Linked DNA regions of Sus scrofa: region 2 is linked to region 1. The links are chromatin contacts, called in public HiChIP or PLAC-seq maps. All regions are on one chromosome and are shown on one strand. Each heading gives the region's core, a stretch centred on a gene start, on an enhancer-like site or on the middle of the called end of the contact. The rest is flanking DNA. Distances are from core to core; before and after follow the strand shown.

Region 1 (4,190 bases), core at 743-3,242:
CCTTAACCCACTGATCCATGAGGAAACTTCCAACACTATTGCTTATTTGCTAACTTTTAAAGTCTAATCTCCTTGAAGAAGAAGACTATGCTAACCTTCGAAAGCCTAATGATAGAGTAGGAGGAAAAAAGCACTTCTAAATTTTATTATTTGGGTTTAGAAACAGAAAGTTTCTCAGTCTTGGCATTACTGATATTCTGGGCTGGATGGTTCTTTCTTGTGGGGGCCTTCCTACCCATTGTAGGATGTTAAGTTAGCTTCTCCAGCCTCTATCCACTAGACGCAAGAAACACTCTTCAGCTGTGGCAACCGAAATGTCTTCAAACATTGCCAAGTGTCTCCTGGGGGGACTAAACCACCACCATTTAAGAACCACTGGGTGAAATGAGTACAAGTGGTCTCAGCTATAGATGACACTTAAGAAAAAAAGATGGAAACATACCACTCAGTTACATAATAAATTACAGATTCAGTAGGATGCCCCAAATTGAAAACCAAATCATAATCATGGAACGTGTCTCCACTTGGTATTTTGCAACCTTTCTTTAAGGGATTAATAACATGATGTTATTCCTTTCTAGGAATACAAATCACTCTGTAAGGACCTATTTCTATTCTACTACTCTCAGCATCTGCAGTCACCTTCTGGACGTCTGGTCACGGTGAAGTGTAAGGTCTTAGAGTGAGGACAAAGGCCTCCTCCAATCATAAAGCTCATTTTTCGATCAGGGGATGTTTGCTGGTCCCCTCAAAACCAGCCAAGGCAACAGTGAGTGTACTTCAAAGAGTCCTTGTAAGTCACAAGTCACTTACATTCCAAAACAAGAATCTGCTTGTTTTAGTACACTTCACTCTACGCAAATGTCAGTCAAATCAACACATGAAGTACAGCTTTGGCTATGAGGGACAGTAGCAGATGGCAGGGCTGGAGGGGGTGTGTGTGCGCGCGCGCACGCGCATCTGTATTAGACATTGCCTAGCAGGAGAAACCATCGGACTCACAAAGAAAAGAAATGTAAATAACACCGGACATTCAGAAGACATGAAATCAGATGCTTGTCTATTTGGTTTAATTGTTCTAAAAGCTATCAAACATGCTCTTTCTATAAGCATTCTGCTCTTGCTGTTTTTAAAATTTTCTATCATATATCTCCTAAAGAAAAACACATACATAAAGATATATAGTTCGACATCACAATCATACGTTTAATGGAACAAAATCATACAGTTTCTGTTCTCAGTGTTGAGTCAATTCTTACATGTTTTTAAATCTTTCCTTCCCCTTTGCAGCAAAGTAGTTATTAGTTGCTTTCAAAAGACTGTACATCTAATTCACAAGAAGTGACTCACAATAATTCACAAGAAGTGATTATCGTTCACAAAACAATGAAAACACAATGAGTGAAACCTTGGGATCTGTCTTCTTTCTAAACCACCACTTCCCATCAGGAAGGCGGAGAGTGAGCGGAGCGCAAGAAGCGGTAGTCTGCGGTAAAACTACAATCTAGCGTTACCACGAGTTGGTATCAAGATAAACGGGTCACTGCTGGCGCTTTACTTAGTACAAGACAACACTGCACTTCACTACGGCTCATCATCGCTCCCTAGGGAGGCCAGGACTGCGTTTATCACGGGAAAAGCTGGAAACTCCAGGGGACAGAAGCAGAAATCTGTCAGAGAGGGAAAGTGCCGGACCAGGAAACTTATTTCCGACCCTCGAGAGGGTAAGGCGATACCAGACCTCCGCCGCTCCAGCGTGTTCACCACAGAACCTTTTCCCCGCTGCCACCACCATCCTGCAGAACCGCTTCTTCTTTTCCACATAGTAACCGCATCGCCCCTCTGCTGGAGAGTCAGTTCCATGCGGTGTCGGCGCAGAAGCCGCCATAATTCAGGGCTTACTTCAGGTAGCAAGCATCGATCCGGCGAAGAGAGGAAAAGTTGTTAGCGCCTCTCGGGTTCCCTTCCCTTAACAAATATGGCGGCCTCGGATCCCGCCACGCAGGAGGGTACCCGGAACGACCGCCCAGCCGTCACAAAACCGGAAGAAGCTGATGGTGGCCGGCGAGGCCCAAACCTCCTCCGTATCGTCTCTGCTTCACTTTCCCCGCCTCTTCCGCGGAAGCCGAGCGCCAAACTTAAACAGGCCCCGGAGGCCTTTCAGGCTAGTACCGCTGACCCGCCGGCCCGTTTGGGTTTTTCCGCACACCGGCCGGGGCAGGGGTTCAGCATGAGCCAGATTCTGTTCCAGCAACTCGTCCCGTTGCAGGTGAAATGTAAAGACTGCGAGGAGAGGTGAGGGCCGCGTTACTCTGTGCCCGCGGGTGGCGGTTAGGGGTCGGGCCAAGGGGGAAAGATGGCGGCTCCGGCCGGTGGGCCCCGGCCTGCGCTGGGTGTGCGGCCCATCTCCCCGGGCCGCGGAGACAGAGCTGGCTGGGACCTCGTGGTCGTTTCAAAGTCTGCCGTTGCTGGGGAGGGAAGAGTGAGGAATGGGTCGCCGACCCGCATCAGTTTTTGTGTGTGTTTTTTTTTAAGTCTTATCTCTGGATGTTGTCATGGAGATGATAGCCCATTTCTCTTTTTGACGGATAAGAAGTCTGGCTCAGAGAAATTAAGTAATTTGCGTGAGAGCTCACGAGTTCACGGCGGGCGGGCACTAGAATTCAGGCTTTGGCTCACGGCCCTTTTTCCCCCCTCTCTCCTTTGAACGCTACTGGAAGTAAATGCAAGGTTAGACTTAAAAAAAAAAAAAAAACTCTACAAATTTGTGGTGTATTGCCTCTCTTTCGTCATAGTTACTAAAAATAAATTACGTGTAATAAATTGAAAAACAATTGTTGAAAACCATATATTCATTTAGTCATTCAACAAACGTTGAACACTCTTCCTGGGCACCGGGGATACAGTGATCAGGAGAGTTCTTGTGTTGGTGGAGTTTACAGTCTGGTGAGGGTGGAAATAAAGGCCAGTATCACAGATAAATGTAAAAGTTACAACTTTGGTTAAAGAGGTGGTGCTGTTGAGGCCGAAGTAGGGAGATTTGGCAGGAGATTTCAATTTTGTCTCAAGTGCACCACTCAGTGTCAGCTGGCTCCTCTCTGAACCTTGATTTTCCTCATTAGTAAAGCTGATAAAACATGGCTACCTACATGGTTGGTTGTTAATGAGGATCAGGTGTGAAAATATATGTGAAAACTAAGTGGTGTGGAAATGTGACATTAAAAGAAATGAAGACATTGATTTGTTGAGCTGCCAGTGATGTGAAATTAGTATGTAGTTCAGAATTAGGTCCAGAATCAATTGGCAAGCCAGGGAGGAGATGGTACCAAAACCAGCAGCTGTAAATGGAGATTTGTAGACTAGTTGGTTATTCTTTTGTGCTGCCCAATATGGGAGCCACTATGTTTATTGGACATTTGAAATGGAGCTAATCGGAACCGATGTGGCATGAGTAAAATGCACGTTGGACTTTGAAAACTTACTATGAGAAAAAAGGTATGTAAAATGTTTCCATTTTTATATTGATGGAATTTATAAATCATTATCTTAACATGTATTTTGCATTTTGCATATATAGGCAATATTTTGGATATATAGGGTTAAATATTAAAATTAATTTATCCGTTTTAATTTTTTAAATGTGGCTTCTAAAAAGTTAAAGATTACATAGGTGGCTTCATTGTATCTCTGTTGGACAGCCCTGTTCTGGAATGATTATAGAGAGATAAAATGTTGGGGGGGCATAATTTCTGATTCCAATATTGAAACTCCTAGCACTTCTTCATCTCATTACATTGTCATCACAGTTACCTCCTTAAAACACTATTTCAGCCTTTTCATTTCTCTTGCTTAGAAAGGTTTCATGTATTCCTTTCTCCTGCAGCAGGGGTCAGCACACTATTAGAGCCCATGGACCAAATGGCCCACTGCCTTTTTTTGTAAAGCTTTATTTTATATTTTTACAGTAGCATCTGTAGCATAAGGAAGTTCCCCAGCCAGGGGTTGAATTGGAGCTGCAGCTGAGGCCTACACCACAGCCACAGCAATGCCAGGTCTTTAACCCATTGGGTGAGGCCAGGAATCGAACCCACATCCTCATAGAGGCAATGTCAGGTCCTTAATCCACTGCACCGCAACGGGAAACCTGATAAAGCTCTGTTAAATGCAGCTGTTCTCATCTGTTCAAGAAT
Region 2 (4,109 bases), core at 1,386-3,885, 94 kb after region 1:
CCAGAAGTCAGTATTTTATGTAGATACAGTAATGATTACACAGCCGTATAATATATACGCCAAAAATACAGAATATAAACTTTCTTGGACTAATTTAATCTACCTATATATGATTATCCAACTTATTTATAAATAAACTTTTTATAAAAGCCTTTTTTGGTATAATAATCAAGCTCATGAAAATATAAGGAAGTAATATCTCTTTAAAAATCTGTTCTGGAGAGTTCCTGTCGTGGCTCAGCAGAAACGAATCTGACTAGCATCCACGAGGACGCAGGTTCAATCCCTGGCCTCACTCAGGGGGTTAAGGATCTGGCATTGCCATGAACTGTGGTGTAGGTCACAGATGCGGCTAGGGACTGACGTGGCTGTGGCTGTGGCGTGGGCTGGCAGCTGAGTGGGGTCTGAGCCAGTGTTCACCAGAAGAATCAGACCTGTCCAAGCCCTGCCAAGGAGTAAGACAGAAATAAAGGCTGGAAAAGACAACTGAAGCAGTAAAGTACAGCACTTAGATGATGATACCGGTGGGAGAATTAACCATGGAAAGGAAAAAGGACCTCACCTCCCCCCCCCCCCCCGCCAAAACTGAAGAAAAAGAGATTTTAAAGTCAGTGATAAATAAGTTAAAGGTTTACTTACCACCAAGGTGGGTGCTGTCAATAGTCCCCAAGCAAAAAACTCCAAAAAGATGACGATAACCGCATGATAAACACTAGGAGAACCTATTCCTTGAGGCTAGAAAGAGATTTTCAAAAAGTTAACAGTGCATTCCAGAATTACTAACAATAATGAAAAGAGTCAATAAATATTTATGGAGGAGTTCCTGTCATGGCGCAGCAGAAACAAATCTGACTAGGAACCATGAGGTTTCGAGTTCGATCCCTGGCCTCGCTCAGTGGGTTAAGGATCAGCGTGGATCTGGCGTTGCTGTGGCTGCAGCATAAGCCTGCAGCTACAGATCCGATTAGACCCCTAGCCTGGGAACCTCCACATGCCACAGGCGCAGCCCTAAAAAGACAAAAAAAAAAAAAATATATATATATATATTTATTTATATATGGACACACACACACACACATTTATGGAGAACATACATGTAGTGGGCACTATGCCAAACACCTGTCCCTGTCCTCAAGGTGATGGGGGGGGCATGGTACATTATATGGGCACAGTGTGCTAAGGGAGTGCCGAGTCCAGGGTGCGAATGGGAATATCAGAGCTCCAGGAGGAAGGCTGAAAGGATGGAAGGAGGTGGGCTGGGAGCGGGAAGGAGGACGGGAGAGGTCAAGGAAGCAGCCTGCAGAAGAGCGTAACCCTTCCTGAGAGCAGGAGCATTAGTTCAGAACAACTGGAGCAGGGCTGCACACTGGGAGCGTGGAAAGGTGAGCTAGAGGCACGAAGAGCTAACCTCCCTCCATGCTAAGGAGTCTAGGTTCAATTCTGAAGGCGGTAGGGAACTACTGAAGTTTGTCAAGTAAGACTCAGGTGGTCAGATGAAAGTTTTAAGAAAGATCATTCTGGCAAAGGTGTAGCAAACAGATCAAAAGGAGGCAAAACTAAGGAAGGTTTACCGTTAGGAGGCAACTGCACTAATCTCAAAACATAAATGAACCATTTGGCAAGAATCATAACAGACACCAACACGGCTCAAAAGCAGAAACATCCTGAGTAGTGTGTGAGAGAGAGGGATTTATATACACAAGGAAGACAACACAAACTTAACTCTACACTGCTACTAGAGATATCTGAAGAATCTCTGCAGTTGTTGGAGTCATGTTTCTGAGCGTCATATTAAATTGACGGAAAAGCAAATGACGTAACATTAACTCAGTCCTCATTAACAAGTTTATATAACAGACAAGTCTAATCAGTACATACAATATCATATTTAAATTTCAAAAATATATCAGTAGTCTTATGTCCAAAATATTAACAGTGTTTAGATTTCTCTAAACACTAAAAATGATGCTACATCATTTAACAAAAAAAAAGACGTCTCTCCCAAACTGCAGAATTTAGGTACCTGAAAATCCTCTTGGTAGGAGAACCTGCAGCTAAGGAATCAACAATGGTGGGGTGGGGGTTGGGAGATAAAAGATTTGAAGGACCGTGGCTGGGAATGAATCTGTGCAATATCTCATGCATTCAACAAACATTTAGAGTACCCACTATGTACCAGAGGTGCTAGGATTACAAAAACCAGTAAGACACACTCCCTGATCTCAAGGAGTTCACAGTCTAGGAAGAAACCTCATTATAATCATCTAGTTACATGTAAATGCAGGAAGAGATGTAACAAGTTAGGAAGCAGGAAAGGTTACTGCAAGAAGAGGCAGCAGTGCGCACAATCACACTGGAGAAAAAAACGGAAGCAGACAACAGCCAGGACAGTTTAAGGCTGAAAGGAAGGCAGAAGGGGTAGCCTCTAAGCTCTGTTAAGGATTTCTTATCTTCACTCTAGAGAAATAGGAAACCACTGAAGGGTTTTAATACGATGATGTGATGACATCTGCATTTTTCAATACATCACGGTGGTTTTTCTAAAGGACGTCACTGAGGAGCAAACCGCATGCAGAAGGAGGCTCTCTGAATCAGTGTAATCAGATACTGAGGGCGCGAAACAGGGAAGTGGCTCGGACGCTGGAGGGGAGGGAATGGACATAAGAAGCTGGGATTTGAAACGGACAGAACTGGCCAAGTGTGGGAGGGAGAGTCAAGAAGTCTTCCAAGTTTTTAGCTTGCTTGTCTACCAGGGAAGTTGGAAGCTTCCTAGCTCTTTTCTCCCCATGAGGCTCAAATTTACTTCAGGTCCTATCCAAGAAACAGCCTTTGAACTTAAGACATTTCTATTGTCCTTTGAGGGCTGGTTAAAATAATTAATTAGCGGTAAGTGTTACATCTTAAACCACTGGAGTGGGTGAATCAAGTGTGAAGCGAGCAGTGGGGCTAAGACGGAATCCCAAGAAACACCAACACTGAAGTACAGGTGACCCCTGAACAACACAGGGCTGAGGGGCACCAACCCTCCGCACAGCCAAAAAGCCACGTGTGACTTTTCAGTCAACCCTCCGTATGCAGGTTCACATGTGCAGATTCATCCAAGGCCAGATCGTGGAGTGCTGCAGCGGGTATTTACTGAAAAAATCCATGTGTAAGCGGACCCATTCAGTTCCAAGCTGTGCTGTTGACAGATGAACTGTAGTGGACCCCATGAAGATAAAGAAGGAACAATCAGAGAAACATGAGGAGAATCAAGAGAATACACTGGCAGAGATGGCAACGGAACAGTTTTAGGAAAGGGGGTAACGAGCAGCACCAAACAGAGCACGTGCAGTAAGATAAGGTAGAAAGGTTCATGGGATTGGGTAAGTTCCAAACTGGTTTTGTTCACCACCACAGATTCTCAGCACCTATCAGAATGCCAAGGAGAACTTGTCAGGGCCTTTAATATGCTAATTTATATAATGAATCTCCAAGAAGATGCAGCGTGTACCATTTCCCAAACTTGACCATGGACTCCTTCTGCAACACGAAAGATAGTATTTCATGACAGCTGAACTCCCTGAAAACTGTTTGGTGAGTGCTGGTAAAAAGATGATAATTAAATACAATGTGTATGAATATACACATAAAGCCAGAAGCTTAGAAGAAAAGTGTTAAAAGTGGTTACTTAGGAGTTCCCTTGGGGTGCAGTGGGTTAAGGATCTGCATTGTCACTGCAGCAGCTCGGGTCGCTGTTGTGGCGTGGGCTCCATCTCTGGCCCCGGAATTTCCACATGCCCGGGGTGTGGCCACACACACAAAAAAAAGGCTGCTTAAGTGAAGAACGCTTAATCATTCAAGGACAGCGTTGGGAAAGCTTCTTAGAAGAGTAAGATAGAGTAGGGATAGAGCAAAGGGAATGGACACAAAACGTATTTAGCAGGAGAAGAGAAAGGACTCAGTGGCTGACTAGATGCAGCAGAAGAGGACAGAGAAGATCAAAGATGAAATGATTTCAGTTTCTGCCTTGGTCAGCTCAACAGGGAGGAAAGGGAAAAGAATAAAAGATTAACTAGTTTTAGGTATACTGGTTTGAGAAAAACATGTACAGCATTAGCTGAATTTCA

What was found. HiChIP or PLAC-seq counts read pairs in DNA pulled down with a chosen protein or histone mark.
Region 2: an H3K27ac HiChIP or PLAC-seq map of alveolar macrophages shows a contact between it and region 1. The contact joins the enhancer-like site here to the promoter of TRMT13 in region 1. A contact is called at or near these places in 1 of 5 promoter capture datasets (fetal liver), 5 of 47 Hi-C or Micro-C datasets (brain, fetal liver, liver and 2 more) and 2 of 2 datasets of contacts at active chromatin or transcription factors (alveolar macrophages and skeletal muscle).

The regions. Positions count from the first base shown.
Region 1 is chr4:117,983,641-117,987,830 of Sscrofa11.1, forward strand. TRMT13 (tRNA:m(4)X modification enzyme TRM13 homolog) reads right to left here and starts at 1,993. Exons shown (of 10, transcript XR_002343574.1): 1 at 1,742-1,993. It overlaps SASS6 (spindle assembly abnormal protein 6 homolog), which reads left to right and starts at 1,959. Exons shown (of 17, transcript XM_021090148.1): 1 at 1,959-2,295. The coding sequence starts at 1,979.
Region 2 is chr4:118,076,811-118,080,919 of Sscrofa11.1, forward strand. It overlaps MFSD14A (hippocampus abundant transcript 1 protein), which reads right to left. Exons shown (of 13, transcript XM_013997351.2): 2 at 640-735. Among named protein-coding and RNA genes, the nearest start is that of MFSD14A, 12 kb to the right of the region's middle. Within about 2 kb of position 2,636, at least 18 of the 83 cell types and tissues checked have an H3K27ac peak or open chromatin away from gene starts, as enhancers often do. A contact at or near this core is called in alveolar macrophages, skeletal muscle and subcutaneous adipose tissue, where this site is marked.